6 separate regions of the Mus musculus genome follow, and all the other regions are linked to region 1. The links are chromatin contacts, called in public Hi-C, HiChIP or PLAC-seq and promoter capture Hi-C maps. All regions are on one chromosome and are shown on one strand. Each heading gives the region's core, a stretch centred on a gene start, on an enhancer-like site or on the middle of the called end of the contact. The rest is flanking DNA. Distances are from core to core; before and after follow the strand shown. Region 1 holds the start of Rdh13 (retinol dehydrogenase 13 (all-trans and 9-cis)). Region 2 overlaps Ssc5d (scavenger receptor cysteine rich family, 5 domains). Region 3 overlaps Lair1 (leukocyte-associated Ig-like receptor 1). Region 4 holds the start of Lair1 (leukocyte-associated Ig-like receptor 1). Region 5 overlaps 9430041J12Rik (RIKEN cDNA 9430041J12 gene). Region 6 holds the start of Leng8 (leukocyte receptor cluster (LRC) member 8).

Region 1 (5,138 bases), core at 1,405-3,904:
TCTGTGTCTGCTTCCTGCTTCTGTGGAGGAGTGGCTGCAATCCCAGGGCAGTTGAGAGGACTAAGAGCATTCTCAGTAGGAGTCTGTTCTAGGAGTAGATGATTTTAGGCTGAATGCACTCAAGGTTGTCCTCAACTACATAGTGAGTTAGAGACCAGCCTAGACTACAAGAGGCCCTGTTTCCAAACAAACAAACAAAACAAAAAATGTAGCACCCACTGTGGTTTTTCTGCTTGTCTTCTTCTTACCATTTTAGTCAGATGAAACACCATGATCAAAGCAAGTTGAAGAAGAAAGGATTTATTGACTTACATGTCCATATCATGTTCATCATCATAGGAAGTCAAGACAGGAACTCAAACGGGGCAGGAACCGGGAGGGAGGAGCTGATGCAGAGGCCGTGAAGGAGTGCTGCTGGCTGGTGTGCTCTCAACATTCTTATCTTCTAAGCTTCCACAGAGCAGCCCACTAAGCTCTCAACACTCAAAGGCCCAGAGTTCCAAGGTTCTTTCACAATCCTCCCTGAAACACATGGTCAGGTCTGTCACAGCAACACCCAACTCCAGGTGCCAATTTTCCAACCACGGTCTTTCCAAGTCCATTGTTTCACTGTCATTGGAGTGTCATTCTTCAGGATTCTGGTACACACTGAAGACCAGCCTCTTGGACTGAACAACTACTGAATTCTTTGGTCATTGGTAGACAGCCATTGTTGGACTAGCTGGATCACAGCCTGTAATCCTTTCTAATTATCCTCTTCCTCCCCAACTCGCTTTTGGTCATGGTGTTTTATCATAGCAATAGTAACCCTAACTAGGACACCTCCTCACATTTGTGGTAGATGAAGGCTCTCAGACATTTGAAAAACACTCTTTTTAAATGAAAAGTTATTTATTTATCTTATGTGTGAATGTTGTACCTGCTTGAGTTGTCTCTGAGCCATTTTTGTGCAGTGCCTGGGAAGGCCAGAAGAGGGCGTCTGAATCCCTGAAACTGGAGTTAGACATGGTTGTTGGGTGCTGGGGTCCTCTGCAGCAGCAGCAAGTGCCACTGACCTACCTTTCCAGTCCCAGGAGAATCAGCCTTTACTGTTACTGTCAGGGAAACTGTGTGGTAAGGATTGAATTCAGTAGCTGTGCTTGGAACACAAGAGGTGTTAAGTAAGTTGCAAGAAGTTGTGAGTGAGCACTCACAAGTGCACACTAAGGCCAGTTGTTCTTTTTTTCTTTTGGAATGACCAATCATTTCCTAAGTATAACTTCTTACAAAGGGAATGTCTGGGTCAATAGTATACACGGATCATCCTGTGACAGGTGTCTGACTAGACTTTCAGGAACACCAGATAATTGACTCCCACCAACAGGGAGTTTCCCCTGATCCTTGCCAACACTGAATATTTATTATAATGTTGCCAATCTGATAATTGAAAAATATTTATCTCCTTGTCACCTTCATGAAGACAAACAGGTGTCAAGTGTGCTGACATTTTCTAGTGACAGGATGTATTTGTCCACTGTCTATAGCCTTTTTCCTAACTTCCTTTCTTTTCCTTCCTTCCTTCCTTCCTTCCTTCCTTCCTTCCTTCCTTCCTTCCTTCCTTCCTTCTGTCCGTTCGTCTGTTTGTCTGTCTGTCTTCCTTTCCTCCTCTCCTGCTTCTAGACACTAACACTTTAGTATGTTTTAAATATATTATTCTTTCCTTTTGGTGTATAAGTGTGTGGACACATACATGCCGTGGTGGAAGGTCAGAGGACAACTTTTGGGAGTTGATTTTATCTTTCCACCATGTTCTAGGAATCAAACACAAGTTGCAAAGCTTGTATGACAAGTGTCTCTACCCCATGCACCATCTCACTGTTGTTTTAAAGCCAGTATCCTTCTTTTCCTTCAAATCCAATGGTCCAGGTCTCAGTTTCCTCCCTCAGATCCAAAGCCCACACCCCAGACTTCCACTCTTAAACACAAGAGTCCAAATCCTACCCTTCTCCCTCAGACTCAGGAATCTATACTTCACCCTCCTCCCTCAGACCCAGGGGTCCAGGTCCCAGCCTTCTTCCCTCCTTCACAAGGCCTACACAGAAAGTGCTACCATTAACTATTATTTAGAGGAGAAAAACCATGGTTCATTCTACAGGGTCTCGATGTCTGGAAATGGAAATGCTTGGTACCAAACTATCTATCTATCTACTTTATTTATTTTCTTCCTCCCAGATAGTATTCTTCTGCATGGATCTGGCTTCCTAGAACTCCCTCTGTAGAACAGGCTGGCCACAAACTTATGGGTTTGCCTGCTCCTGTCTCCGTAATGCTGGGATTAAACGCGAGCACCACTACCACCCAGCTACTATTTTTTTTATTTCTTCCTTCTTTCCTTCCTTCTTTCCTTCCTTCCTTCCTTCCTTCCTTCCTTCCTTCCTTCCTTCCTCCCTCCCTCCCTCCCTCCCTCCCTCCCTCCCCCCCTCTTTCTCTCTCTCTCTCTCTCTCTCTCTCTTTTTCTTCCCGAACTTCAGGACGCCCTTGGATTGGTTGAGTGTGATGACATTTGATCTGGTAGCTGACACGCCTGTCAACCTCGGCCGCATTCCATCTCCAGAAACTACGTTTCCCAGCATTAAGTGCGCCATGGGCCTACTTCCTAAAGCCCCGCCTCCACATCTGGTCACTCCCCATAGCCGGGTTCTGGTGGCTGTGTGATTCCACGTTCACGCTACTCGAGCGCACGTGGGTTCCTGGGCAGCGCGTTCGTCCGCGGAGTGGCCTGGAGTGCAGACCCACGGACACCCTTTTCCCCAGCCTGGGATGAGCCGCTTTCTGCTGCCGGTGTCCGTAGTGGGCACGGTGATCGGCGGCACCGTGCTGCTCAAGTGAGTCTGCGCGTCTTCTCTGCGCGCTTGGTGGTAGGTTTGCGACAGGGGAATGCCAAACAAGGCCAGAGAAGTATCCCTTGTCCTAAGTCCTCGGACGAATTCTTCCCGCTCACTAGTATGGCTTTTCCGGGAGAGGAGGGCGGGTCACCTCTTCAAGGTCACCTAGGGAGAAGGGGTGGAGCATGGATCTTGTGCTCATTTTATCTCTGGACCACTCCTTCTCTACCCTTTCCTCTTTGCCCAGCCTGTTTGCCTCCCCTTCCTTCCTTTCTTCCCTTTCCTCTCCTCCCCCGTCCTTCTTTCCTTCCTTGCGTTTTTCAGACTGGGTCTCACCATGAAGCCTTGGCTGGCCTGGAACTCGTTATATTGACCAGGCTGATTTTGAATTCACGAGAGATCTGCCTCTGCCTCCTGAGTGCTGGGACCAAGGACATGCGTGTCTGTCACCGCTAACAGCTTACATGAGGTGTTTCCCTCCCCGCCCCCCCCCCCCCCGCATGTATGCATATGCTATGCTTTCGGAGGTTAAAAGAAGATGTTAGATCCCGTGGAACTGGAGTTATTGTGAGTCACCGTGTGGGGTGCTGGGAGCTGATCCTGGGTCCTCTGTAAGAGCAGCAGTGCTCTTACTGCTGAGACATCTCTCCAGCTTCTTGATGTATACACACCCGCTTCCCAATCATTGTTCTCCAACTTCCATGGACCCCTTCTGACACATGCTCCTTCCAACGTCATGCATTCTGTCTGTCTGTCTGTCTATCCATCCATCCATCTATAGACAAGGCAGCATGTAGCCTAGGCTGGCCTTGAGCTTGCTCTGTAGTCGAGGATGATGACCTTAAATTCCTGGTATTCCTGCCATTGCCTCCTGAGTACTGGGCTTGCAAGTGTGTACCACCACTTCTGGCTATTGTCTTTTGTTTTTATAAAAGTATGAATAAATGATTGTTACCTCTTGGAGATGTTCCAACGTATAATCCTTTTCTGAGGCCATGACGAGGACTCCCGTGTGTTTGGGTGCTTTGGTGATGGATGTGAGCTTACGAGTGCTTTGCCCCAGCTCATAAATCTTGAGGCAGGCACGAGGCAGACAGAACTCACTGTGCTGTTTCTCACCTTCAGGGACTATGTCGCTGGTGGGGCTTGTCCCAGCAAGGCCACCATACCTGGGAAGACTGTTATCGTGACAGGAGCCAACACAGGCATCGGGAAACAAACTGCTTTGGAGCTGGCTAAAAGAGGTAAGAGCAGCCCCTGCTCTGGGGTTTGAAGAGTTATGTGCACACTGTTGTGTGCACAATGTTGTGTATGGCAGCCTTGTTTATAATACCTCGAAGGCAGAAGCATTCCAGGTGTCAATTTGCAGACAAATAAACAGAATACGGCTCATCCATACAGTGGAATATTACTATGCTTTCAAAAGGAAAGGAATTCAGACATGCTTCTGTGTGATGATTCTACAGGATGTTGTGCTAAGTGAATAAAGGCAGACACCACACACACACACACACACACACACACACCCCAACAGCTACATAATTCACATTCTCAAAACTATCCAAAACCAAACCTGTTTTTATTATGTAGTGTGTGTATGTTGGGCTGGAGTGGGTCTGAGTTTGCCATCTGTGTAGACAACCATGGAAGCTGGTTTTCTCCTTCTGCTCTGTAGGTCCTGACATTGAACCCTGGTCCTCAGACTTAGCAGTAAGTGCTGTGGCCTGTTGAGCCAATTGCCAGCCTCAGTATTTGCATATCTTGATATGTTTGCTTTGTGTGTATAGGGGGGAGGTGGGTACACATGTGCATATGCGTGCACATCCTTGTGGAGGACAGAGGATAGCCTCTGGTGGCATTTCTCAGAACAACAGTAGCATATTTCCATACGTCCTTCGAATGTTTTCGTCTTCCCACACGCCTTTAGAATATTTTCATAACAGCTCCTCTTCCCCCAAATCTCCTAGCTCCAGGAAACCTGCATCCTTTCTCTTTGTGGATTTACCTATTCTGGACATTGCATATAAATGAATGCATGTATGAATGTCTGACTCACTGAGTGTAGAGTTTCCAGGTCCATTCACCTTGTCATATGTCAGTACATTACTACAGTTATGGCTGAAGAGTATGCTATGGCCTGGATAGACTGCAGTTGGTTTATGTATTGATTAGTGGGTGGACATTTGCTATTTTGTGTGTGTGTGTTTTGAGGATTGAACCCACGGTGTCTTGTTTGCTAGGCAGGTGGTTTACTACTGAGCCACACCCCAGCCC
Region 2 (5,138 bases), core at 1,133-3,632, 500 kb before region 1:
ATCAGATGTTTATATTATGAGTTGTACCAGTAGCAAAATGACTGCTACGAAGTACCAACAAAAATTAATTTATGGTTGGGGGTCACCACAACGTGAGAAACTGTATTAAGTGGTTGTAGCATTAGGAAGGGTGAGAATTGCTTCAAACAGAGTCTGATACGGACACACCCCATAAGTGCTTGTCCATATGACGATGTTATCCCACCTATTTGGACTCATGAACTGTGTGCTCTGTCCTTAAAGCTGGGCACACCATGGCTGAGACAGCTTCCTGCCTCCACAGATTCATCAATGCCAGGACTGTCATAATGATCACCACTAGCATGATCAACATTAGCACCAGCATTGCTAGCACATCAGTGTCATCACGTCTCCGCCATTACCAACATCACCTCTTCATCACTACCACCATCACACTCACTGTGTTTCACCATAACCATCAATACCATCACCACTGTAATCACCACCATCCACAGTTCACCATCACCACCACCACCAATACCATCATCACTGTTATCAACGCCATCACCAGAGTCACCACAAAATTACTCCCCCACACCATCATAACCTTCACAACTAACATCACCATCACCATCCACACACAATCACGGCTTTCATCGGTAACACCGTGACCACCATCTTCATCATTATACCACAACACCACCACACCATCTTTGTCATCACGCTCATCGCCACTGACATCATCACACCATTATTGCCATCATCCCATCATCACAACCACCATGACCACCAACCACCATCACAGCATTGTGACCATCACCATGACCTTCACCATAAGCGCCATCCTGTCACTAACCATGATCCCTATCAACACCACTGTCACCCTGCCATCATCATCAATACCGTGAGCACATGACCATCAACTGCCATCACCTCACCATGATCTCCAACGCCATCACAGATGGCATTGACAAGTTAGGATCAGCATTGTAATTCTGTCCCTCCAGAGCCCCTGCTCCCCAGTAACAACACCCACACTTCGATTGTACATACGTTGGCTTTTGTTTAAGAGTATCTTAAGCACCGTGAATTTCAGAGTGGGTCACACATCTCCCCTCAGAGGCCTCTCCTCCTCCTCTGTGGTGGTGGTCATGGGCACAGGAGTGCTGGGGGGCCAGGCCACCTCTGCTAGCCTCTTTACAGTCTCACTCAGCTGCCCCAACCCCTGAGCAGCCTCTACCAACTGGGCTAGGCCCAGTGCCAGGACTTGGCGCTCCTGCCGGTCCTGCTCCAGGACCCAGGTCAGTCTCTGCAGCTGGTCACCCACCTCCCTCACAGCACCTACCAGCTCCACCAAGGCAGGTGGCTCACAAGCCATGACCCTTACTGGTGGTAATGGGGACACACATGGCCCAAAAGGATCTGGGTTGTGATTAGGGGTTGGCCCTTGAGTGAGGTGGTCTGAAGCTGAGTGTAAGGTCTGGCTTCTGGGTGGTTTGAAGGCATCTGTGGGTAGTGGGTCCAAGTTTGAGGCTGGAGAGGGACTGGAGGGGCCGGACTCCGAGGCTAGAAAGAGCTCTAGGTTCTGCGTCTGGGATGCGTCTGTGGATGGGGCTTCCTCAAAGGTCAACTCTGAGTTTAGTCTAGGCTTAGTGGGAGAGGAAAGTTCTGTCTTTCGGGAGGATGGAAGGGACTCTGTAGGGGTGGCAGGGGTTGAGGAAGGGTGAGTATTGGTGGGAGGTTGAGGACTTGTGGCGGGGTGAGGGCTCCTGGGTTGCTGAGGGTTTGTGGTAGGTTGAGGGGCAATGGTGGGGTAAGAAGTTGTGTTGAGTTGAGGGATGCTGGTGGGGTGAGAGGCTGTAAACGGCTGTGTGGGGGTCCTGGTGTTCATGGGGAGGTCTGAGGAGTCAGAACTTTCTGGGATTATTTCAGGTGCTGGTGTTGTATCAGGTCCTGGAGTCAGCTCTGAGGTAGGAGAAAGCCTGCTCACTTCTGATAGCATAGAGGAGGCAGAGGTTAGCCCTTCAGGGGAGGTGGGTGTTGGGCTGCCTGAAAGCTCTGGGGAACGTGTTGGAAGCAAACTGGTATTAGGAGTGGACAAGGCAAAGGTTGCTGGGGAGGGAAGTCCTGGGGTGAGTAGAGATGGTTTGGGGGAGCTAGAGGTCCCCTCCTGCTTTGAGTCTGGGATGAGTTGTGGCCAGGAGCCAGAGGTCTGCCGTGAGCCAGAAGGCTCTGGTGAAGAGGAGGAAGCAGGAGATGAGGTGGTGGCTGAGGTGGGCAGCGGCCGGCGCTCAGGTGTTGGCTTCCTTGGTGAACCTGGAGTTGGAGAAAAGAGGGGCAGATCGGTCAGAGGTCAGTCTGCCCTATTGCCCTATCTACGTATTCCGCAAAGTCCCTTGAGGAGAAGACCAATGGGAAGGCAAAGATCTTCGTGACATCATGGGTCACCGGCAGATTTCACCAGGCCCTAGTGCCCCTCCTCCTCAACTCTTGCGAGGTCCCTGCCGCCACCTGGTGGCCTATGCGGGGAACACAGATGCCTACAAGTACAGAGTGGAGAAAGAGCCCAGGGGACCAGAAAGATGAACACGCTTTGGGATACGAGAAGACTCCTAGGAAACACCCACAGTGAGACTCTATGTGATAATTAACGTTCACTGTCAACTTGACAAGATTTGGAATCACCCAGGGGACACAGGTCTGAACATGTCTATATGGGAGTTTACAGAGAGATTTTATTGAGGAGGGAGAAACAACCATATCTATCGCTTGGGCTGGGGTTCTAAACTGAATGAAAAGAAGTGAGTTAGTCAGGCGTGGTGGCCCATGCTTTCAACCCCAGCCTTTTAGAGTCAGAGGCAGGAGGAAGTGTGTGAGTTCGAGGCTGTCTCTCTGCTTGATCTTTGAAGTAAGAAGTAGTTACCCCTAGGAGCTTGGAGCCCATCTCTGTACCCCAGGACACATACTCCCCAGGCCTCTTTGCCCATGCCTCACCTGCACGGGCCCTTGGAGCTGGAAAGGGGTGGCCGGGACTCTTGCTGGTGCTAGTGGTAACTGTGGATCCAGGCTTGGTTGTGGTGGGGGTCCCCTTGAACAGACCCCTTCCTGAAGGTGTATCCCACGTCCAGGAAGACTCATAACCTCCCTGGTCATCTGCAGATGTGTGAGGAAGAGAGTTGAGTCCTCCTTCCACTTTTTCCTGCTGCTCATTACCACAGCTCACCCGTCATTCAGCCCCTCAGCCTATGTCACCTTGTCACCGGTCAGGATGCTCTTGGCTAGTAAACGCAGAACCTGAAGAGGTTATCCCATAAAGCAAATGCGTGCATTGATTCCGTTCAAAGCAATATTGTTTTTGACACAGTCTCAGGTAGCTCACACTGAACTTGAACTCATGTAGCTGATGCTGGCCTGGAATTCCAATCTCCCTTTACATTTTAAAATGACATGTATTTATTAGTGCATGTGTGCCTTCCACCATGTGTGCTCCAACAATACTTGTCAGGTTTGTCACCAAGTATCCTATCTACTGAACTATCATGCTGTCCCAAGCAGCCTTTTTTAAGCCATAGCACACACATACACACATGCACAAACATAATACAGTTAAAATAAATAGATAAATAAATGGGTGACAATAAATAATTAACAAAAAGAAAAAACGTTCCTGAGTCTCATAAATACTTAGAATACACAAACCTTTCCAGGGTGAATCTCAGGGGAAAGACTAAAGACACGATTAAGCCCAGAGAAAGGCAACACACTCCGGGCTTTGACGAAGGAAGGGGCTGGAGCTGGAAAAGTCAAGAGGGCAGCTTCTCCCCTAGGGATCAGCCCTGCCTGATCTTAGATCAGTCAGACCCATGAAGTCTGACCTACAGAAGATCAAGAACATGAGCCACTAGATCTGTGGTGATGTTCTAGCAGCCAGAGAGATCCATGGAGGCCCTTCTTAGAGCTTAAAGCCTACCCTTGCTGAGGTGGGAGAAATAGCTTAGTGGTTAAGAGCATCTTTTGGGTTTCCAACCCACACTTCAGGCAGCTTACACCTGCCTGTAATGCCAGGTTTAGATTGGATGTCCTCTTCTGGTCTCACTGAGCTGTGTGTGTGTGTGTGTGTGTGTGTGTGTGTGTGTGTGTGTGTGTGTGTAGCTTGGCTGTTCTGGAACTTGCTATATAGACCAGGTTAGTTTCAAACTCACATAGATCCACCTCCTTTGCCTCCAGAGTTCTGGGATGAAGGGTATGCACCACCATGCCTGAACCACAAAATAAGTCCTTAAAAAGAATCTTAACCATGTGACTATGCGAGTTTTCTCCCACAGGCCTTTGGTCGCTTGAGAATTCCCTTCCTGGGAACAGTGGGTAAAGTTGCTCGCTGTACATCCTGATGACCTCAGTTAAACCCTGCCAAAACCCACATGGTGGAGTAGAAAATACAACTCGTGGAAGCTGTCCTCTGACCCCACACATAAGCCATGGCACACGCATGAATTAATTAAACAACACTTCTCTTCTTGCTCTCGTCTGCTGAAGGATAATATCACATTTCTGGAAGGATTTTCTTGGTTTCTCTTCTATAAATAATCATTACCACCTTGGGATCCTGAGCCTATGAATTGTTTCGGTAAGCAGAGTTTTCTGTTATAGGTGACGACGCGGGCCTTCTGTACGTTGGATTGGAACGCACAGTCACACAACTTGTCCCTGTGCTGTCTGGATTGGAGTCAGCTAAGTGAGTCAGAGCCCAGGCTTGTGCTTTGAGTGGCAGCACACATCATCCCAGTACAACGAGTGAATGGCATTAGGCTGGCATCATGATGCATGCCTATAATCCTACCACTCAGAGTTCAAGGCTTGCCTGAACTACACAGTGACTTCCAAGCCAGCTTAGGCTATGGTAAAAAAGAAGCTCTCGGCAGCAAACAAGAGCTGGGAGATAGCTCAGTTTGTAAATTACTTGTTTTGCAAACACAAGGAACGGAGTGTGAGCCCCAGAGCACACATTTAAAGAAAATATAAAGCTGGGTATGCCATCCCGGTGGTAGGGAGACAGAGACAGAGCTATCTCCCAGGTTTATGCATCACTAGCCTGGCCTCAATGTTGAGCTTCAAGGCCATTGTCTCATAAAAACAAGGTTTAGATAGTGCCTGGGGAATAGCACCAGATGTTGTCC
Region 3 (5,138 bases), core at 1,031-3,530, 410 kb after region 1:
GGCCGGGCGGACACCTCTCCTCTGGCCAGGAAGGTGGCCGGATGTCTGGAACCTGAAAAGGGTGCTGCCTCAGAAGCTCTGTGGCTCCCGCCTGGCCCAGAAGCTGTCAGCTTCTGTAGTCTACTCCTACTATTCTTAGATTTGGACTTTTCATTGTGTCCTGAATTTCTTGGATGCTTTTTGTTAGGAGTTTTTTATGTTTTTAATTTTCTTTGATAGTTGTGTCATTCTGACCTCTTTCCTAGGTTTTCCAGTTCCATGTTTGCCTCCATTTGTGTTTTCTTTAGAATCCACTTAGGAAGTCCTTGACAGTCCCATAGGTAGAACATGAACTGCACACTCACACTTGATCTTACTTGTCCATCTTCCTGTTTGTATTATGTCACCAGGCCCTTGATCCATCCCCCTCCAGTTATTTTCTAAGTCTATTAGTTAGTTTCATTAATTTGTTTTGTCTTGAAACAGATTCTCAGTATGTGTGCCTGAATTGTCTGGAACTTACTATGCAGACCAGGCTGGCACTGCTTCTGCATCCTGATTGTTTAGATTAAATGTATGCACCACTACTCCCAGCCTTAACCAATCTATTTGCATAAATTTATGCTTACATCTCTCTAAAGTCTTCCCTTTCTTACTCTTTGTTGCCTTCCCCCATGTCTCCTCTGCCTATGGCTCTCACCCTTCTTGGCACCACAAGGATTGCTCCTTGCCATATAGAAGCACAAATATCATCTTTCTGTTTACTACAATTTGAAAGTTTTATCCAGAAGCATTTATTTTTGTTTTTCCTAGAGGCTTTACTTTTTTCCCCCAATTTCCTGTAACTCCTCAAACAGTCTTTTCTGTCCTTGTAAACTGGGCACCATCCACCACCCCTTTTCTTATTTTACTTTGTAAAATTCTTCTCTCATCCTGACTGTAGTTTCCCCTTTCTTCCTTCCCTGTGTCTTCCCTTTCCCAGACACACCAACTGCCTCCCCTAAGAAAAGATCAGGCCTCCCAGGGACATCATACAAACATAGCATAATGAGCTGCAATAAGACCAGAGACATTCCATCACATCAATGCTGGACAAGGCAACCCAGTAGGAAGAAAGGGATCCCACTAGCAGGCAAAGAATCAGGAACAAAAGCCTCAGTTACCACTGTTAGGAGTCCCACAAGAACATCAAGTTACTCATAGTCAATATCTATAGCTATATGTATCTATATATTTGCATATAGATATATTATGTTGTATATATCTATCTTTATCTCTCTCTATATCTCTATCTATCTATCTATCTATCTATCTATCTATCTATCTATCTATCATCAATTAGCTAGATCAGACCCTACAGGCTCCATGATCTCTGCTAGACTCCATGAGTCTCAGTCCGTTGTTTCTGTGTGCCATGTTCCTGTGGTGTCTTTGAGTTTTCTGCTTCCTCCAATATTTCCTCTCCCTCCTCTAAAGGACTCCCCAAGCTCTTTCTACTGTTTGGCTGTGGGATTCTGCATCTGCTCCCATCAGTTGCTGGATGAAGTCTCTCTGGTCTCTTTGATAATGATTCTGCTAGGCTCCAGTACCAACACACTTTCAGACAAACTGTAGGTGGAGGGTTTTATGGTTGGATTGGTATTTCAGTCCTTCCACCAGAGGCCCTACCTGGTTATAACACATGGCTGGTTCAGGCTCTGTGTGCCCCATTAATAGGAATCGTTGTTAGGTTTGCTCAAGTAGATCCCATGGAGTTTCGATTGCAGTTTCCCCTTTCTTCCTTCCCTGTGTCTTCCCTTTCCCAGACACACCAACTGCCTCCCCTAAGAAAATATCAGGCCTCCCAGGGACATCATACAAACATAGCATAAAAACCATGCCTCCGAAATGCCCTTTCCCCGATTCCATTTCAGTTTCCCAGTATTTTTCCCCTACTCCCCCACCTGGTCCCTCCTGGTCCCAATTGCTCCTGTCCACCTGTGAAATCTATTTCCCTTCCTCAGGGATATCTTTTCATCCTCCCATGAAGCCCCCTTGTCATTTAAACTCTCTGGGTCTGTGGGCTATAGATGATTGTCTTTTAGTTTACAGATAAATCCACTTATAAGTGAATATATAATATGTTTGTTTTTCTGGGTCTGGGTTACCTCACTCAGGATGATGTTTTTTCTACTTCTATCTATGTAGCATACAAACTTCAAGAAGCCATTATTTTTAACCACTGACTAATACTCCATTGTGTATAATACCATATTTTCTTTTTCCGTTCACCAGTTGAGCAACATCTAGGTTGGTTCCAGTTTCTGGCTAGTATGAATAAAGCTGCTTGCTATAAACATAGTGGCTGTATAAATTTCCATTCCCACCAACAATGGAGAAGTGTTTCCCTTGCTCTACATCTTTGCCCTATTCCTTGGGTTGTTGATCCTAGCCATTGTGACATGTATAACCTAGAATCTCAAATTTGTTTTGATTTGCATTTCCCTGGTGGCTAGGGATGTAGAACATTTTTGTCAGTGCCTCTCAGCAATTTGATATTTCTCTGTTGAGAATTCTCTTATTAAATCTGTACCCTATTTTCTAATTGGATTATTTAACTTATTGATGTCTGTTTTCTTGAATTCTTTAATTATTTTGGATATTAGCTCTCTGTCAGATGTGGAGGTGGTGACAACCCTTTCCCATTCTGTGGGCTCCAGTTTTGTCCCATTGATAGTGTCCTTTGCCTTACAGAAGCTTTCAGTTTCATGAGGTCCCATTTATTAGTTGTTATCTCAGTGCCTGTGCTATTGGTGTTCTAGTCAGGAATTTGTTTCCTGTGCCAGTGCCTTCAAGGCTATCCCCCATTTTCTGTTCTATCTGGTTTAATGAATGTGGTTTTATCTTTAGGTATTTAATTCATTTGGAGTTTGTTTTTGTGCAGGGTAATAGATATGGATTTATCTGCCTTCTTCTACATGCCAATATCTGGTTAGATCAGCACCAATTGTTGAAAATGCTTTCTTTTTTCATTGTATATTTCTGGCTCCTTTATAAAAAATCATATGTGCATAGGTAAATGGATTTTCTTCTATTTCTTTGACTTGATTCCACTGATAAAAATAATATGTCTGTTTTTATGCCAACACCATGCAGTTTTGTATTACAGCTTGAGATCAAAGATGGTGATACCTCTAGAAGATTTTTTTGTTGCATAGAATTTCTTTAGTTATTTTTTCCTTTCTGTTTCTCCAATAATGAGTTCAGCATTTTTCCTTCAAAGTCTGTAAAGAATTGTTTTGGAATTTTGATAGAATTTATGTTGAATTTGTAGATTGCTTTTGGTAAGAAGGCCATTTTTATTATGTCAATCCTACCAATCCCTGAGTATGGGAGATCTTTCCATCTTCTGATATCTTCTTCAATTTCTTTCTTCAAAGACTTGACATTCTTGTCATACTAGTCTGTCACTTGCTTGGTTAGAGATACTGCAAGATACATTATTTGTAACTATTTTGAAAGGTATTTTTTCCATAGTTTCTTTCTTAGCCCATTTGTTATTTGTGTACAGAAGGGTTACTGGTGCCCCCCCCCCCTTGGAGTGGTTCTTATATCTAGCCACTTTGCTGAAGGTGTTTATCAGCTGTCAGAGTTCTCTGGTAGGGCCCTGGGATTTATTTATTTTTCCAATTGGGAGATTTTAATGACTTTCTATTTCCTTAGGGATTATAGGTCAATTTAAATTGTTTATCTGATCTTAATTTAACTTTGGTAAGCGGTATTTATCAAGGAAATTGCCTATTTCTTTTAGATTTTCCAATTTTATGGAGTATAAGCTTCTGAAGTATGACCTAATTATTATTTGAATTTCCTTGGTGTCTGTTGTTATGTCTCCCCTTTCCTTTCTGATTTTGTTAATTTGAATATTCTCTCTTTGTCTTTTAGTTAGATTGGACGAGGGTCTGTCTATCTATTGATTTTTCTCAAAAAAAAACTTTAAAAATTTTGATTCTTTGTTTTATTCTCTTTGTTTCTAATTTACTGATTTCAGCTCTCACCTTATTTCCTTTCATCTACTCCTCTTGGGTGTGTTTGCTTCTTTTTCTTCTAGAGCTTTCAGGTATGCTGTTAAGTTGCTAGTATGAAATCTTTCCAAGTTCTTTCTCTCTCTTTTTCTTTCTTGATTCTAAAGACAGGGTTTCTCTGTGCAGCACTGGCTTTCCCAGAACTCTCTCTGTAGACCAAGCTGGCCTTGAACTCACAGAAATCTACCTGTCTCTGTGATTAAAGACTTGTGCCACCATACAGCTCTCTTTCTTTCTTCTTTTTTTTTTTTTTAAGGACACTCATTTTTAAAAAATAATTTGTTTATTTTCTATCTTATATGCAGTAGTGTTTTATCTGAATGTATGTCTGTGTGAAGATGTCAGATCTTGGATTTATAGACAGTTGTGAGTTGCCATTAAGGTGCCAGGTATTCCTCTGGAATGCTCTTAACTGCTGATCCATTTTTCAGTTCCTCTCTCAGTTTTTTTATGAAGGCACTTTTTGCAATGAACTTTCCTCTTTTAGCACTACTTTCGTTATGTTCCATACAGTTGGGTATGTTGTACATTCATTTTCATTAGGTTCCAGGAAGATTTTAATTCTATCTTTGTTTATGTCTTGACACCAAAGTCATTCAGTAGGGAATTGTTCAGTTTCTCTGAGTTTGTAGGCTTTCTGTTTTTTCTGTTTTTCTTGAAATCCAACTTTAACCCATGGTGGTCTGATAGGATACAGAGGGTTATCTTTGTGTTTTGTATATGTTGAGACTTGTTTTATAAGCAAGGATTGTGGCCACTTTTTGATAATGTTCCATAAGGTGCTGAGAAGAAGGTATATTCTTTTGTCTTTAGGTGAAATATTCTGTAGATATCTGTTAGGTTCTTTTGAGTCATAAAGTCTGTTATCTCCATTATTTCTTTCTCAATGAACTGTCCATTGGTGAGAGTGGGAAACTGACGTTGTCTACTATTAATGTGTGAGGTTTGTTGTGTGATTTAAGTTTCGGAATATTTCTTTGACAAATGTGGATTCCCTGAGTATGAAGTGCCCTTCTGTGGGAAAACTCTGTAATTAAGGTTGAAATCCACCATGAATGGATATCTCTCTGGGAAACTCCCTTCAAGTGGGACTTC
Region 4 (5,138 bases), core at 1,345-3,844, 380 kb after region 1:
GGTTCATTCCTACCAACCCTTAACACATAAAGTTTAATCTATTTCATCACTTGGTCACATTTGGTCATCTGAGCTGCTTTGGACAAGCTGGGCCCGGTGGCACAGGCCTTGCAATTCTAGTTACTCAGGAGTCTGAGGCAGGACAATTACAAGGTCAATGTGGAACTGTTGAAATTGTCTTAGCTCACACCTCAGTTTCTCTCTGTTTACTCTCACAGACTCAGAACAGAACAACTTTCACAGAGCTATGACTTTATGAGGAGGACGACTGAGCACATGCTGTTTTGTCAACCACCAACAGTGTCAGCTAGAGGGAAAGTGAAGAGTCACTGTGCCTGCCTTCAGACACAGATGACCTACAGACTCTGTAAGAGGGTGCCTCTACTCTACCTTTGCTCATGGCACACAAGACACTGCCTTTTCTCTTCTTGACAGATGGTCATCTGTCTGTCCTCAAACCCTAGGTCTTTTATCTATTCAGTCCCTTTAGGATTTTGTTTATGCTACTTCATACCATTCTAGTTCCAATGGTACTGAAGAATAGAGAGAGGAAGGGAGAATTAAGGAAGAGGAGAGATTGGAGAGAGGAGAGGACAGGACAGGAGAGGGGGGAGGAGGATGGTAAGGAGGAGGGGGAGGGGGAAAGGGGGAGAGTTGATTAGTGTTTTGTCAACTTGACACAAGGCAGAATTATTTGAGAAGAGGGAACCTCAATTGAGAAAATACACCTATCAAATTGGCCTGTGGGCAAGGCTGTGAAACATTTTCTTGATTAATGATGGATATGGGTCAGCCTATCACACTGTGAGTAGTGCATCCCCAGGTAGTGCTCCTGGGTTGTATAGGAAAGAAGACTAAGCAAGCTATGGGGAGCAAGCCAGTAAGCAGCCTCCATAGCCTCTGCTTCACCTTGAGTTAAAGTCTTATTAGAAGTCTAAGATGAAGTAAACCACTTTCTCTCCAAGTTGCTTTTGCTCATGGTGTTTCATCACAGCCATAGAAATCCTAGCTAAGACAGAGAAAACCATAAAATTTGTTCTCTTAACATTTTAACTGCACACTTTACTAATATTGACTACAGATGCTGTGTTGTCTTAGAGTTATTCATATTAATTGACTAAAAGTTTTTGTCTATTGATAAATAACTTCTACATGTTTTCTCTTCTGGTAGACAAAATTCCATTTTGCTTTTATGAATTTGACTTTATCTATTTTAGTTTTTTGAGACAAAAAAAAAATCTTGCTATATATCTCAGGTTGGCTCAGAACTCATTATGTAGTACAGACTGGCCTTGCACTCATGGCAATCCTCCTGCCTAACCCTCCCAAGTGCAGGGCTTACAGGAATGGATCAGCATGCTCAGCTTGAATGTGACTACTTTACATACCTCCATGAGGCAAACAACTCATCACCTGTCCTCTGGGTCTTGCTCAGTTCACTGATAGCCATTTCTTGAAGGTTCAGCCATGGCTTTTCACATGGCCTCATCATCATCTTCAAAATGTGGTCTATGTACACCACATTTCCTCCAACCACTTCCAGAATGATTTCTCTATCACAGCTCCTGTGAATAGAGCTGCAATGACTATGTGAGTGCTGACATCTCACTTCCATACTTACTTCCCCTCTTACTGGGGTTCTATTTTTAATTTCTGTGTGTGTGTGTGTGAGTGTGTGTGTGTGTGAGTGTGTGTGTGTGTATGTGTGAGTGTGTGTGTGTGAGTGTGTGTGTGTGAGTGTGTGTGTGTGAGTGTGTATGTGTGAGTGTGTGTGTGTGTGTGTGTGTGAGTGTGTGTATGTCTGAAATCACAATGCTATTTCTAAAGAGGAAGAGCGTTCTTCCCTGTAATTTCCATTTTTTCTTCTAATCTCATGGAGGGAGGGCATCAGCTTACCCAAAATGATTCTGACTCATTAACTCAGAGGAAGTTTCTTCAGAACAGTTGAGGCCCTGACTTCTTGCTAACAGTAAAAAAAAAAAAATCCAATTTATACACATTTCTGACAATATTTATTAGCTTTTAAAAATATTATCTTTGTCACTGAGATGGCTCAGTGGGAAAAAATGCTTGCTTCTGAGTCTGACAACCTGAAGTTGATTCCTAGGACCTACATTGTCGAAGGAGAGACATGACTTTGGGGAGTTGTTCTGTGACTGCGTGCGTGCACACACGGGCACACACACACATGCACACACACACACACACCCCAATATTATTTAATAGTAAAAGCATTATCTATAGAAGGACACATTTAATGTGTGAAATATCTGGTCGAGATCTTTTACAAAAGTCGTAACATCAAATGTTTCTCATTTTAAACCCAAGGAAATGTGAGCTTTGGGTTGAAGTAGAAATGTCTTGCATAAATTGGTGGCCTTTGCTTTCTACAGTGGGAACTGATATGTACAATCTTATTCTTGCATATTTACAGACAGGCAAACAAGTTAAGGAATGAGCTCAGCTACATCTAAACATAGGGGCCCGAGACACTGTTTTAGAAGCTAACACCTTCTCCTGAAGCCAGTGACTAAGGGAAAGAGTCCAACGCCCAGAAGAGAAACCTCTTCCTCTCCATGTGGGGAACCTTAGCTAGAAACCTTGTGACAAGCTCCAGTGCACACATCCTGCCTCTTGTGCCTGCTGCAGGGCTTCTGCTCTGACCAGACCTGGTAAGGTTGCTGGAGCCTGAGTCATGTCACTTCATCCAGTTATCCTGCTGGTGCTTGGTGAGTCCTGGGAAAAACTGAGGGGTGGGGAAGGGAGTCTATTCCTCACTCAGCCTTGAGAGCAGCGAAGGCGATTCTGGAGCCCCTGGGAGGAATGCCTCTCTGCCCCCACGTCCTACTTGGAAGATACCTCTGCAGACTTATTGTTAGGAACAGTGATGGGGCATGAAGTCAGGTTCAGCTTTAACAGGACTTAGGAAGAGCCTGCTTTTTTACAATCAAAACTGTTACGTAGTATTGATTACCCTGCTTAGAATAAAAAAAAAAAAACCTCAACTTTTGTTAGTTCTTTGAGTATTTCTTATATTACTCACCATCAACTTTTCTAAGTTCCACTTTTCCTCCCTATCCTCTTAACTTTGTTCCATTTTTTTTTTTTTTTGAAAGCACTGTAAGACCAATTTGTGCTGCCCGAATACTCCTAAGTATGTGGTCTAGCACTGGAGCATGGTTGACTTACCAGGGACTACACTTTTATTTTATTTTATATTTTTGAGGCATGGTGTCACTATGTGTTGTGTCCGGCCAGCAGACCACAACCTGGGTTCTAGCCTGGAAAGGCATTTTGGAAACCTGGAAGAGAAGAGGGGCTAGGTGGCGAGAGAAAGAAATGTAGCCAAGACAGTTACTCTGATCAAGGCTCAAATTTTATTGTTGCGACACTAGTTATGAAGGAAGGGGGAGGGGACCCGATTCCCGCCGAATAATCTCTGGTCCAGTAGAAAGGTGCACGTGTGTGGCTCCGCAGGTTCTAGCAGTGGGCGTGGCAGAACGAATGAGCAGGAAGCTCCACCCCTGAGCAAGCAGGTTTCAGGCTGGGGGAGGGGAGACTACATTTCCTCCCTTTTATTAACAAAACTTAAAAAAAAAGAAAAAGCTGGCCTGAGGGGGGGGGGGGGGGAAATTATCTATGCTCAATAGTTCTGCCTGGAATCTAGGGCTAAAGAAAAAACTTGCTTTCGTGGGATTCCTTAATTTTTCTTATGGTAAACTGTATCTGGCTAAGACTGTCCTTTCTTATCTTAGTAAACAACTAACTGAAAAGCCTGGAGCTGCAGGCTCTGACTTTATTATGCTAATTAGTACTGAGTAGGTAACTTTCTAGTGGAATTTTAAGTAGGGCGTTGGAACTCTGGCTAAGTTTGACTGAACAAATGTGAAATACACTATAATAAGAATAACACTAAGTTGATATTCCTTCACATTTTTGGATGATAGGTGGGAAACAGGGAGAAGGGGTTCGACCGGCTCTGTAGTACAAAGCCAATTGGCTTTTTTATTTTGGGGTGGGAGGCAGTGAAGACAGTACGGTCTCCAATCTCTCTCCCCACTATTAATTAAGTTAAATAAGGCAACGCTTAACTGAGGTGATCAAATGATTTTCTCATCCGTAGATGAGTGGGCTTTTAACCTTGGCTTGGGTGGACATTGACCCGATTTATCCCGTGGATGCTGTTAAGACCCACACCTGTGGCTCTCGGTATCTTTTGGGGAGGGGAGGCAGAGCCGAAAAATATTTTTGATTTTTAGCCAAAATTTGATACCAACCTCTTTCAAACCGGGTTTATCTCACAGGAAACTCAGAAATGGTCAAGCTGGACCTTCCCCTGCAGTGCTCTCTGCACCAAGCGATGCCCATACTGAATTTGTACGATCACAAACCAGTATGCACAGTTCTGAGTACTGTGCAGCTCCTAGAGGAGAATTATCAACCTCAGATTTAGCAAGACCTAGGCAAGAATTATGTCATTAGTAACACCACGACTTGTGGCTAAAATAGGAGCTGGAAGTCGTTCCTCCTCATCCCTGTTTTTTCCACAGCCTAAGGAGCTAAGGACACCTTGCAGTAATAGCAAGGGTGAAAAGCCAGAGGTTAGCTAAGGGACTAAGCCTGTCTTATCAAAATAAAAACCAATCTTTATTAATATAGAAATATCTACTTTTCTAGCCCTCTTGGTAAACCTAAATTTTAAATCAGACTGAAGGCCACGTGCTGGAATGTCCTGAGAGTGGAGATAACAGCTGCCACCTGTGTGTTCTAGGGGGGCGGGGATGCACATCTGCTGGTCTGGCTCGAGAATGTTGATTTACCTGCTTGAAAGACAAAATCTCGACAGTGAGAAAGTAGGAAAGCAGAACTTCTTTTGGGGGAAGTCCAGGTACTTTATTCAAATGCAAATTGTAAAGCTGAGGCTAGTCTCTGGCCTCCTGTCGGGGAGCTGGCTGAGAGAGTAGCTCTTTTCGGAGCCTGAGTCCTCAAGCTGACTTTTAAGCAAAAGAGGAATTTTAGTCCTCAAGGTGATACTTTAGAAGATTTAGAATCTGTGTTCATCTGACGAATTAATATGTTTTTGCAGCGTTCTGTGGAGAAAACCTGTTTTTCCCTTTTCTAATAAGGTAGCTGTTTTA
Region 5 (5,138 bases), core at 1,429-3,928, 360 kb after region 1:
TCATGTTCATATAGTGTGGGCCACAGTAAAACCTGTTAATGATTGCATTGCTTAGTTATTGTCTCTATAGTTCGTAAAGTGAGTTGGGTTAGTAACACAAAGAGCACAAGACATCTATGGATGCCAGACCCTGGCACACTCAGCAGGCTTGCAGAAGTCAGAGAAGCACTCAGCAGGCTTGCAGAAGTCAGAGAAGGCATAGCTATAAGCCCCTACTACTGAGCATTCAGAGAGCCTCAGAGAGTTCCTTTCTCCAGCCGCCGAGTGCTGCTGAGAGGTGTCCTGATTAAGGACATCAGAGGGACCCGATGCTAAAAGAGCTGCTTCATGACTTCCATCTCAGTTGAACAAAATGACCCTTAGCCAAGTGAAATAATGAGAGTTCACTGGGAAGGCCAGATGCACCCTCCTCTACTGTCACCCATCTTGGTGTCCTCATTTCTGTTTTAAAAACCCACTGAGTCCCATTGGTGCCATCCCTATACTCTTGGCTATGTGGCTATCTACTGATGTGAAGTCAGCCTACAGGGGACCACACCCTTGAAGAACATTGACTCTCCTTCTCTCAGCAGCTATCAATTGTCAATAGATCCTTGGCTGGGGCTGGGATTTTTGTGCTCACCTTCCTGCCCCATGCTGGGATCTTATCCGACTTGAGTTTGTACCGGTCTTGTGCATGCTGTAACAAGCACTGAGTTCATACGTGCATCTGTCCTGTTGATTTGGAAAACACTGTTTCCTTGTGGTCATCCACCTCATCTGGCTCTTAAAATCTTTCTGCCCCATCTTAGGGCTGAGCACGCCATAGTCTCTTCTTCTCTGAACTTTGACAAGTTGTGGGTCTCCATGACCCCATCTTCTAGAGAAAGAAGCTTCTCTGAGGGTTGAGAGATGCACTAATCTATGGATATAATGATAAGTCATAATATAATATAATATAATATAATATAATATAATATAATATATCTGTTTAATACTATATCCATTTAGCAGACTAATAGTAGTAGGTTCTCCACTATGGCCTATGACCTTTCTAATTATAGGTTCTTGATGAGAGTTTTTTGAAACAGCCATGCTGTTTTTCAGTGGGCAAATGGCTAAACTGTGGCACATAATAGAATACTATCTGGCAATAAAAATGAAAGAGCTCCATTTTTTTTTAAAGCTAAATTGTCATGGCACCAAGCTATCTCCTAGCACCAAAACTCCTGCTCTAAGCCTGAGTCAGAGAAGCTTTTCTTTGCAGTGAATGGCAGTGAATGCAGAGACTCATGGCTGTTCGACGTGACTGTTGAGTGTGCAGCCCTAAAATAGGATATTCACATTGTTCCCCTTGTAGCCTGGGGAACATTGAAGAAAAGGGGGTAGGAAGAATGTAAGAGCTAGAAGATAGGGAGAAGATAGCTGTGAAATGCTTTCTCCCTAGCAGGACCCAGCCGTTGTAATCATGATCTCCCAACAGTTGTGGTCACCTGCACTGGGCCTTGCACAAGATTGGGCCAGTTATCAGTCAGTTATGGATAGAGCAGTTGCTTGTGATGTTCCACCTTTCTGTGCTGAACTACTGGATACTGACAGATTGGCGGGTTAGGTGTATCATTGCCTTTAGTTTTGCACCCACTGGTGAGTCTGTCAGGCTCCAATGAATAGTTTTAAACTCATGGTCCCACAGATGGCCCTAATTAAACTTAGTGGGCCACAAAACAAAGCAAAAGAACATGAATATGAGGAAAAGACTTGTGCTGAATGGGGAAGGGAAATAAAAGGTGTGGCTCAGTGGTAGAGCCCCTGCCTAGAATCCATCAGTGAGAATATAGGGGCATGGCTCAGTGGTAGAGTCCTTGATATCATATGTAAAGAGCTAGGTTTAATTCTAAGAACCAAATAAAAAGGGCGGGGGGAGTCATTCAACTTTTGGGGACTTCTGAGGGTGGCGGAGCTCTCCTCGGCCTCTTGAGGCTTGATGTTTCAGGAACATCCCTCTGCCTCTGAGTTGTGATCATGTCTCTAGTTATTGCCTACTGCCTGGGTTTGGAACCATGCTATTATTGCTTTGGACTCCACGACTGCATGGTAATCACCCAGCAGATCTAGTGTCTATAATTACTCCGCTGGCTGTGGGAGTTCCTGGTACAATGAGCCAGCTGGGCTGCAATTCCTCATCTGATCCCAGTGACTGTACATAGTTACAATCTGGTGTCTAAAACCCTGTCATCATTACCCGCCCTGTATAGCAATTTATTTTACTTATTAATAATGGCATTGAAGCTCCTATGTTTATGTTCCTCTTTTGGATGCTTCTAATGCTATCTTTTTCTTACACATGAGAGAAGTTAAGATATCTTATCACCTGGCAAAATAATATTGCAGACACTAGCCTCTGCAGATACACAATGGGAGTATTATAGACTCACCATGCACAGATCTGTGAGGTGTGTACTGTACAACTCAGAGGTTACTATGCCACATATGTGAGGTGCTCCTTGAGAGCCCCATCCCCATCATAGGCATTCAGAAGTCAACTCAATGCAGAGCCATGAGAAGGAAGGGGTGGGTGGCTGCTGAGGAAGATGGATGAGACTGTTTCAGGGTTGCTGCAATGACAGACCTCTGTGTGAGTAGTTCCGCTTTATAAAGGAAGTCTAGGAAAAAGAGACTCACCACTGGAGGTGTCTTCAACTTGGGACAGTTTGTGATACTTGCTCTTTTACTCAGGGTAACTTCAAAGAGTGACAGGGCCCCATGTGATCTGGGGTCAACCACCTGGCACCTTCTCTCTTCCTACCCCTTTACTCTAGACCCAGCATTCTGTACTTCCTGAGGGTCTGTGGCCCTCTAGCTCTCCGATGCAAGCTTCTCAACTATCTTTTCTGATCACTTTAAGCAGACTGTGAACAAGCTCACAGCAGCCTGCCATCTGTGGGGAATTCATTTCAAGACACCCAGCAGATGCCTGAAACCACACGAGTATTGAATCTATATATATACTATGTGCCTGCATCCCCCCCCCCCCCCTGCAAACCCCTGCCAAAGCTCAGTGTATAAACTAGGCACAAGGCCTAGCAGCCATCACTAAAAATAAAACAGGACAACCATAAAACACTGTAATAGAAGTTATTACCATATCTTTTGGGCGGAGTATTGTTTTGAGAAAAACTTCATCAAACTACTCAGAGAGGCACATAATTGAAAAGGTATACACAGTTTACTCCTGGAATTTTCCATTCAGTATTTTGTGGCTATGGGTGACAGTGGTTGATGAACTGCAGTGAGGTGCAACTATGGTAAGGGGACTCCTGTATTGTACCTGTGGCTTCCAATCTTGTCTCTCCTGTTGGTCTGCAGGAATACAAATGTAACCAAGGAGATTTGTCTGTCTGCTTTCTATCTTGGTAGATAGCAGGAGACTGGAAAAGTATTTGTCAGATTACCCCATTTTACAAAATCCACTGAAAACTACTCGCGCGTGCGCGCACACACACACACACACACACACACACACACACACAGAGAGATAGACACAGACATAGACACTCACAGACACCCCCTCCCACAGACACACCTCCTATATACACCCACAGACACCCACAGACATCCACATATACACTCACAGACACACACACACACAGACACAGAGACACAGACACACATAGACACACACACACTCACAGACACAAAGACACACAGATACACACACATATACACAAACACACAGACACAGACACACAAGATTTTAGTAGTTTTCAAGACCCATCTCTCATCACTACTTCCTAACCCCCTCTCTCTTTTGCTGAAAGCGTTTATCTTCCTGACAAGTCTCCCTTGCAGTTTTCATCCGTGTATACGTGTCTTTGTGTGTGTTCCTGACCCACTGCAGGGTTCCTTGTATGCATGTATTGTTTGAATGTAAAAAAGTGTCAAGTGGGGGAGGGTAAAAACCTACTTGAAAGGAATTTTTTTAAATTAAAACACCATATTCTATTTATCCTAAACATATACAAAATTTATTTTAAAAGCTCTTCATGTTGTACACTTAAACTATATACAGTGTAAATAGTTTAAAAAGTATTACTTGTCTAAACTTATCAACTTTTATAAACAATTTTTATAAACACACACACACACACTACAGTTGCTGTATTACCTATAATTTGTAACAGGCTCCCAGACATTAGCTCAACTGCTTCCATGATGGAAGTAACTTTCAGACCATAAAACTCAGCATGTAGCCAGTACTACCTACCAAAATGAAGAACTAACCCATCAAAATTCACAGTTCTAGGACAATCTCTAAATGTACTAACCTTACTAACCTTTTCACCTCTGTAGTCTGTTTCTGGATAAATGTTCTTGCTGACTGAAGTACATTAATTCAGGGCATGGTTTTCTTGTTTAAAAGCTCACCCAAGAACTGCTTAGTCCATGCTACACTGGGATCCCAAACACCCAGTATAGTTGCAGGCTGGCTGATTAAAATTTTTCTATTGGCTTAAACCCATGTCTTAGAGGTCTTTTCTGGTAGATACCCCACAACAGAATTCACCCCAATTATAGCACTGGGTTTTTTTTGTACCAATTGCAACATTCTCTTGGCTGGGCCACCAGGGGAAGTGCTCCTTGACTGGTCTGGGTAGGAATATTTGGAGAGGCACTTCACTGTAGACTTTCCAACCAGTTATGGCTGAGGCTGAAACTTCAGGAGCCAGGGTTGTGTGTTGACAGCAGGCAGCTGCAACTGTTGTGTAGCTTCTGCAAGGTATCTCTAGAATACTCAAAGTTGACTGTGTTGGCAAAAGGACAGCTAGGTTGTCCAACTTAAGTTATCACTTAGATAGATTGTTCCACATCTCCCAACATGCTTATTTATATTCAGGAGGTTAAGTATCAGAGGGGTGCTTGCAATAATAACATAATTTAACATCAGTATTTACTGATATGTGCCACCACATACAGTTTCATACATTTATATTTTTGTTTTTCTGAGACATGGTCTCTCTAGGTAGTCTAGACTGTCCTGAAACTCACTATGTAGACCAGAATCAATCATGAACTCACAGAGGTCCCCCTGCCCTGCTTTAGATTAAAGAAGTGCCTCTGTGCCTAGCCCTATACATAGTTTTAATATCAATTATTTACTC
Region 6 (5,138 bases), core at 1,015-3,514, 310 kb after region 1:
TTTCCCCCTTCATTACATTTAGTTAACAGGAAAACATGCTTACAGCCCCCCTATGGCACTCCCCTCTATGGAAGCCAGCATCCTTCCCACCCTTCTCTCGGCAACGGCCCCAGCCCAGCACTGTAGTTCCCAAATCCTCCATGCCATTCTCACTTGTGCACTGGCCACAGGACCACTGCTGCTGGCTTTGGAACTGCTGGTAGCCCCTGCTTTGCTGATGCTGGCCAGGGCCTGGCGGGCCTTCTCCCACTCTGGGTTCTCGTGCATAGGAGTCTCCATGCCATTTTCTCTGCTGTTCCCAGTCACCATGCTGTACTGAGAAGACCTGCAACAACGAAGCACAGTTATGGTCTCCCCTATCTATACACAGGTAGACAAAGTTGGGGAAAAGTAAACCCAAGGCTTGCATTCTAGAGCTAAACTCCCTACTCACCACAGCCCAAGCTGAAGGTGGCACATAGCATGTGCCAAGCAAACAGAAAGCTAACCAGTATGTACATAATTCTATACATGACCTACGACTTTAGGAGAACTCAGGTTTTTTACAAGCCAGTGAATTCTGACATGGCCAACAATGAAAAAAAAATTTAAAAAAAGAAAAGGGAAGGATCAGAAAGATATTAAGAGGGGGCTGGAGAGGTGGCTCAGTGCTTAAGAACATTTAGCAGTCTTGCAGATATCACTAAGCTCTGTTCCCAGCACCCATGTCGGATGGCTCAGAGCCACCTCTAACTCCAGCTCCAAGGGATCTGAGGCTTCTTCTGACCTTGACGAACATGGGTGACACACACTCACTCACACCCACATAAGCTCACATACATTAAAGGAAAGCTCAAAGGGGAAGCTTGCCCCTCCATCCTAGCCCCCACAATGAGCATTTTTCCCCCAAGCTGTGCAAGGACCCGTTGTGTCTTGTTCCTCTTGCAATGGGCTGTGTTCCCTTAGCCCTACTAACCAGTCTGCAGCACGCTGATCACCCACGTTGGCCGCCATCTGGACCTTGGGGTGTAGGGAATAGACCTCGGGAGCCAGGCTGCTTTTTAAATGTCTATAAGAAAAGAGATCAATTAGCCCCAAGAGAAGATAGGCTAGAAAGAGAGGGTATCTCATAGAAGGGAACACTGGCAAAGAATGGAAAGGAAAGCAAGTGTGGTGGCTCATGACCATAATGCCAGCAATCTTTTGGGAGTTCCAATACCCATCTGGGCTACAAGTTACAGTCCTGTCTCAAAAACAAACAGCTTAAAGAATCAGAATCAGTTCCTAGTGTGGAGTGAAGAGACCTGAGCATGAAAGGAAACACCTCCCTTGGAGGCCGAGACTAGCCTGTAGGATATGAAAATGAAAGACAAAGAAGCTGAGACTTGCATTACGAGTGTGGCTGTGAGGGAGACCTGACTCAAGTGGTGGATGCAGAAACCTCAGTCCTGGATAGGAAATCTAAAGATACTTCTACTACAGCAAGAGGAAGGCTCTCCAGTGACTGAAGTACTAGCTACAAAGAAGTTTGGGGAGAGGGAAGCCTTTGGGGATACTCTGAGGAGGAAGGAATTGAGACTGGGAGAACACTGGAGAATAGAGCAAAGTTTTCAAAGAAAAAGGTAAAGTATGGATATCCCGCTGAGCAGCCAGGTGAAGGTGCAGGAGACTCCTTCCTGTGAAGTCACTGCCTGGCAGCACCTACCAGACTCAGATCAATTACAGTCTCCAGACTTGTATGGGATGTTCCTAGGAGTGGGAGTTGGTTTGGGAGCAAACAAGTGGCAATTACTCAAGTAAGGTGTCTGCAGATAACAGAGGCCCACAACATTCTTAAACTATTAGGGGTGGGGTGGATAGTACCATAAGAAATAGGATGGGTTGAGCACCGTGCCAACAGGGCTGGAGCGGTCCAAACAACAGGATTTACAGAAAAGAAGCCTATTGGAGAAACTGAAACCCTTATAGGAAGCCTAAGGGGCACTGACAGGTCTCAAAGGCCTTTAAAAAACCCAATCCGTTGGGTGGTATCAAGGGGTCCTAACTAGGGATGCACAAAAGAGAGCCTCGTGTTCGTAACTGGTATTAGGAGTAAGGGGTCTGATTTACAGACGAGAACAACACGGACTGTAAGCTCAGAAGCACCTGGCTGTCCCGCAGGCATGGAGTCCACGACGCTAGGTGGAGGTTGAGGCCGCCCTGAACACAAGCGACCTCCCTTGTCCCCCGCGACCAGCCACCGGCCGGGCCGCGCTTGCGCACCACGCTGCGAGGGTGGCCTCTCTGGGTTGCCCTAGGCAACAGGAAGGCCAGCGTAACAGCGGGTCAATGGAGCCCGCAAGGGGTGCGTCTAGGGCACTAGGGACCGCAGGGTTCCCAGGGCCAGTAGCAGAGCGGACGCGGACGCGCACGCGCACGTAGGGGAGCCGCCCCCTCCCCCCCCCAGCGTACACCCGGCGCGCATGCGCAGAGGCGCTCCGGCGGCCACACCCTTCAAAGACGCAGGGCGCGGCGTCGGTTGGCCTTACCAAACAGGCCAGGGCTCGCGGAGCGCGGAGCCCGAAGGCGTCCCTGTGCTCGCCCGCCAGGCCTCCCACTACTACCCACACTCACTAGGACCGCTCGCTCCCGGGACTCGTTACCGGCGGTCCAAGGCAGCTTCAAGACAACCAAGACAGCGCTCAGTCACCGGCTGGCTCTAGTCTGGGGCTCGAACGTCCTGACCGTGGCGTGATGACGTTACCCGGACGTCTGTCCCCGCCCTGTGTCGCGCACAGCCAATAGACGTCACCGCTCGGCTTGAACCGCCCACCACACGTCTCGCGAACGCAGTCGCGTGTTGGCGTTTGTCAGCAAGCCGGAAGCTGGCCCTAGACGGTGGCCCCGTGGGGACAAGTACCTCCCAGCCTCTCGTGCGCGCTCACAACAGCTTAGTTTTGACTCAGCAGTCAATAGTCTCTCAGATGTAACGCATAGGGACAGGAGTTGTGAGGCTGCGCACTGCGCTAGGACGATTTAAAATAAATGAATATATAAGCGGGTGGAGGGAAATGGGATAAGGTGAATCCTCCCTTGGAAGGTTTATTTAGTGAGTAAAATTGGAAAGGCGCACCTGGCGTAGGGAACAGCGAGTGCGAACCAAAGGAAGCGGGAAACGCGTCGCTTGAGGAATGGGAGTAGCCACTGGACTGTGACGCTGGAAAGGTACCTTGTAGGGTGTTGGGATGGTGAGATCTGCTCGGAGTGGCAGCTAGCAGAACTGTATCTTTTAGGATCAGGATGGCCCTGGAACTCAGAAACCCGCCTCCCTCTTAATGGGATTAAGGTGTGGGCCGCCACTTAAAGCTCACTGTTTACAGTAGGAGTGATTGAATTATGCAGCCCAACTTGGGATCTCCCGTTAAAATAATTGATAAGACTACCTTCTTATCAATTATTGTTCATCAATTGACCAGTTTCCAGTCTCACATTGTACAAGCAACTTTTGGTAATTAAACAACACTTGGATAACTCTGTATCATTTGCTAGTGTTAGCTTGGTAGGTTTCTTCCCATCTCTTTTTTATAATGAACTTTTATTTTAGAATAAATTTTAAGTTTACAGAAATTACAAAAGTAATACAGGAATTGGGCACACTATGCCCAGTTTCCCCTATTGCTAGATTCCACACCTCAAATTCATTTGTTAAAAGTAAGAAATTGACATTGCTCTAATATTCTGAACTAAGCCGCAGATGTGGGCGCTTTTTCTCACTAATGTTTCCGGTGCGCCATAGCGTAACCCAGAGCATCATGTTGCATTTGTCTTGCTTTTTTACCCATCCTGTCAAGAGCTGTTTATTGGGTTTATGATGCCCATTTGCTTTACCACACAACTGAGGTTCAAAAAAACAAAACAAAAAGCCAAACCAAACTAAACCAAACCAAAACAACAACAACAACAACAAAAAAAAAAAAAAAAAAACTGGGCAGTGGTGGCCCACGCCTTTAATCCCAGCACTTGGGAGGAAGAGGCAGGTGGGTTTCTGAGTTCGAGGCCAGCCTTGTCTACAGAGTGAGTTCCAGGACAGCCAGGGCTACACAGAGAAACCCTGTCTTGAAAAACCAAAAAAAGAGGTTCAGTGAGTCAAATAACTTGCTTACATTAACACTGAGGTGCCAGGACTAGGACCCATAGGAATCCAAACCAGCATTGTGCAAGAACCAGGGATACCCCTGGTGCTTCTGTAGTCACTTGAGGACCCTGCTCTGCCATCTCCCCTACAGAGCTGCTGGTCTTTGGGAAGAGTCCCACTGTGGCAGATTAGTTTTGTCTCCAGCGTTTAACTGAGCCAGGGGTTGCTTGTTTATTTCTTTCTGGAAGCTGGTCCCTCAAAGGATTACCAGGATAAGAGATGCAGTTTTTATCCTCTCACATGTAAGCATATTTATGTTTGTTTATTTGTTTTGTTTATTATTATTTTCACATAGCTGGTGATTCACAGTCTCTGGGCAGCATATTTAGAGAACCTGTTCCCTGGGCCTCCAGACCAGCACCAGCCCACACTCCACTCTAAATCCCACAACAAATAGGTACTCGAAAGGGGAAAGTAGCACATTGTGTTTGCTAATCATTAGAATTTGAACACTTTAGTTGGGTGTGGTGATACACGCCGTCACACGCCGTTAATCTCCTCACTAGGGAGGCAGAGGCTGAGGCAGGCTCTTCTCTGTGAGTTCAAGGCCAGCCTGGTCTACAAAGAGAGTTCCAGGACAGCCCAGGGCTGTTTCACAGAGAAACCCTGTCTCCAAAACAACAACAACAAAGACAAAAAAGACAATTTTATCCATTTGTTTTGGGGTTTTTGTTTTTCTCAGTTACTTATTATTAAATTGAGGTCTTTTTTGTTAGATAATAGAAGCTTTTTGAATTATGTTTATGTATTAACCACGTTTTTCTTTGCCATGTATGCTATTTGTTTTTTAAACAAATGAGAACTACATACATATTGTTCCCCAGACAATAAATTTCCCTTTTGACTCTGCCATGTTTGTTTTTACTTGATAACTTATTGAGTGCCTCATCTTTTCCTGCCTGGATTTATAATATCTTCCTTAAACCTTCCCCCTTCATATCACCCTGGTGGCACTACAAGCAAATATTCTACTTTCTCTTCGAAG

What was found. Promoter capture Hi-C pulls out the DNA fragments that hold promoters and counts their contacts. Hi-C and Micro-C count contacts between places; a contact is called where the count stands out from the background. HiChIP or PLAC-seq counts read pairs in DNA pulled down with a chosen protein or histone mark.
Region 2: a contact with region 1 is called in a Hi-C map of CD8 T cells, with 2.0 times the contacts expected there. The contact joins the enhancer-like site here to the promoter of Rdh13 in region 1. A contact is called at or near these places in 4 of 484 Hi-C or Micro-C datasets (CD4 T cells, CD8 T cells, double positive thymocytes and 1 more).
Region 3: an H3K4me3 HiChIP or PLAC-seq map of bone marrow-derived macrophages shows a contact between it and region 1, with 2.5 times the contacts expected there. The contact joins the enhancer-like site here to the promoter of Rdh13 in region 1. A contact is called at or near these places in 1 of 39 promoter capture datasets (neural stem cells), 2 of 15 datasets of contacts at CTCF or cohesin (large pre-B cells and pro-B cells), 1 of 484 Hi-C or Micro-C datasets (embryonic stem cells), 9 of 115 datasets of contacts at active chromatin or transcription factors (bone marrow-derived macrophages, embryonic stem cells, large pre-B cells and 1 more) and 3 of 9 other capture datasets (adipose tissue, embryonic stem cells and pancreatic islet).
Region 4: a promoter capture Hi-C map of macrophages shows a contact between it and region 1, with 5 read pairs. The contact joins the promoter of Lair1 here to the promoter of Rdh13 in region 1. A contact is called at or near these places in 1 of 39 promoter capture datasets (macrophages), 4 of 115 datasets of contacts at active chromatin or transcription factors (bone marrow-derived macrophages, epiblast stem cells, memory CD8 T cells and 1 more) and 2 of 9 other capture datasets (liver and macrophages).
Region 5: a contact with region 1 is called in an H3K4me3 HiChIP or PLAC-seq map of bone marrow-derived macrophages, with 8 times the contacts expected there. The contact joins the enhancer-like site here to the promoter of Rdh13 in region 1. A contact is called at or near these places in 2 of 39 promoter capture datasets (the HPC-7 cell line and cranial neural crest), 1 of 484 Hi-C or Micro-C datasets (cortical neurons) and 8 of 115 datasets of contacts at active chromatin or transcription factors (a beta-TC-6 cell line, bone marrow-derived macrophages, embryonic stem cells and 3 more).
Region 6: an H3K4me3 HiChIP or PLAC-seq map of embryonic stem cells shows a contact between it and region 1, with 8 times the contacts expected there. The contact joins the promoter of Leng8 here to the promoter of Rdh13 in region 1. A contact is called at or near these places in 20 of 39 promoter capture datasets (3T3-L1-derived adipocytes, the C10 cell line, the HPC-7 cell line and 12 more), 2 of 15 datasets of contacts at CTCF or cohesin (embryonic stem cells and large pre-B cells), 152 of 484 Hi-C or Micro-C datasets (the AML12 cell line, B cells, the C2C12 cell line and 84 more), 54 of 115 datasets of contacts at active chromatin or transcription factors (the 230-238 cell line, the NIH/3T3 cell line, the SCID.adh cell line and 30 more) and 5 of 9 other capture datasets (adipose tissue, embryonic stem cells, liver and 2 more).

Annotation. Positions count from the first base shown.
Region 1 is chr7:4,443,173-4,448,310 of GRCm38.p6, reverse strand. Rdh13 (retinol dehydrogenase 13 (all-trans and 9-cis)) reads left to right here and starts at 2,654. Exons shown (of 7, transcript NM_175372.4): 1 at 2,654-2,864; 2 at 3,990-4,108. The coding sequence starts at 2,800.
Region 2 is chr7:4,940,690-4,945,827 of GRCm38.p6, reverse strand. It overlaps Ssc5d (scavenger receptor cysteine rich family, 5 domains), which reads right to left. Exons shown (of 14, transcript NM_173008.3): 13 at 2,956-3,114; 14 at 1,000-2,277. The coding sequence ends at 1,064. Among named protein-coding and RNA genes, the nearest start is that of Ssc5d, 17 kb to the right of the region's middle. Within about 2 kb of position 2,382, at least 64 of the 459 cell types and tissues checked have an H3K27ac peak or open chromatin away from gene starts, as enhancers often do. A contact at or near this core is called in CD8 T cells, where this site is marked.
Region 3 is chr7:4,031,588-4,036,725 of GRCm38.p6, reverse strand. All of the region lies in intron 2 of Lair1 (leukocyte-associated Ig-like receptor 1), which reads left to right. Among named protein-coding and RNA genes, the nearest start is that of Lair1, 29 kb to the left of the region's middle. Within about 2 kb of position 2,280, at least 2 of the 459 cell types and tissues checked have an H3K27ac peak or open chromatin away from gene starts, as enhancers often do. A contact at or near this core is called in bone marrow-derived macrophages, where this site is marked.
Region 4 is chr7:4,060,660-4,065,797 of GRCm38.p6, reverse strand. Lair1 (leukocyte-associated Ig-like receptor 1) reads left to right here and starts at 2,594. Exons shown (of 8, transcript NM_001113474.1): 1 at 2,594-2,729. The coding sequence starts at 2,696.
Region 5 is chr7:4,085,236-4,090,373 of GRCm38.p6, reverse strand. The region is part of intron 6 of 9430041J12Rik (RIKEN cDNA 9430041J12 gene); the gene reads left to right. Among named protein-coding and RNA genes, the nearest start is that of Gm23741, 14 kb to the left of the region's middle. Within about 2 kb of position 2,678, at least 54 of the 459 cell types and tissues checked have an H3K27ac peak or open chromatin away from gene starts, as enhancers often do. A contact at or near this core is called in bone marrow-derived macrophages, cortical neurons and microglia, where this site is marked.
Region 6 is chr7:4,134,606-4,139,743 of GRCm38.p6, reverse strand. It overlaps Leng8 (leukocyte receptor cluster (LRC) member 8), which reads right to left and starts at 2,264. Exons shown (of 16, transcript NM_001374609.1): 1 at 2,125-2,264; 2 at 956-1,048; 3 at 154-325. The coding sequence starts at 993. D030047H15Rik (RIKEN cDNA D030047H15 gene) reads left to right here and starts at 2,818. Exons shown (of 3, transcript NR_033548.1): 1 at 2,818-3,183. It overlaps Ttyh1 (tweety family member 1), which reads right to left. Exons shown (of 14, transcript NM_021324.6): 14 at 4,337-5,138.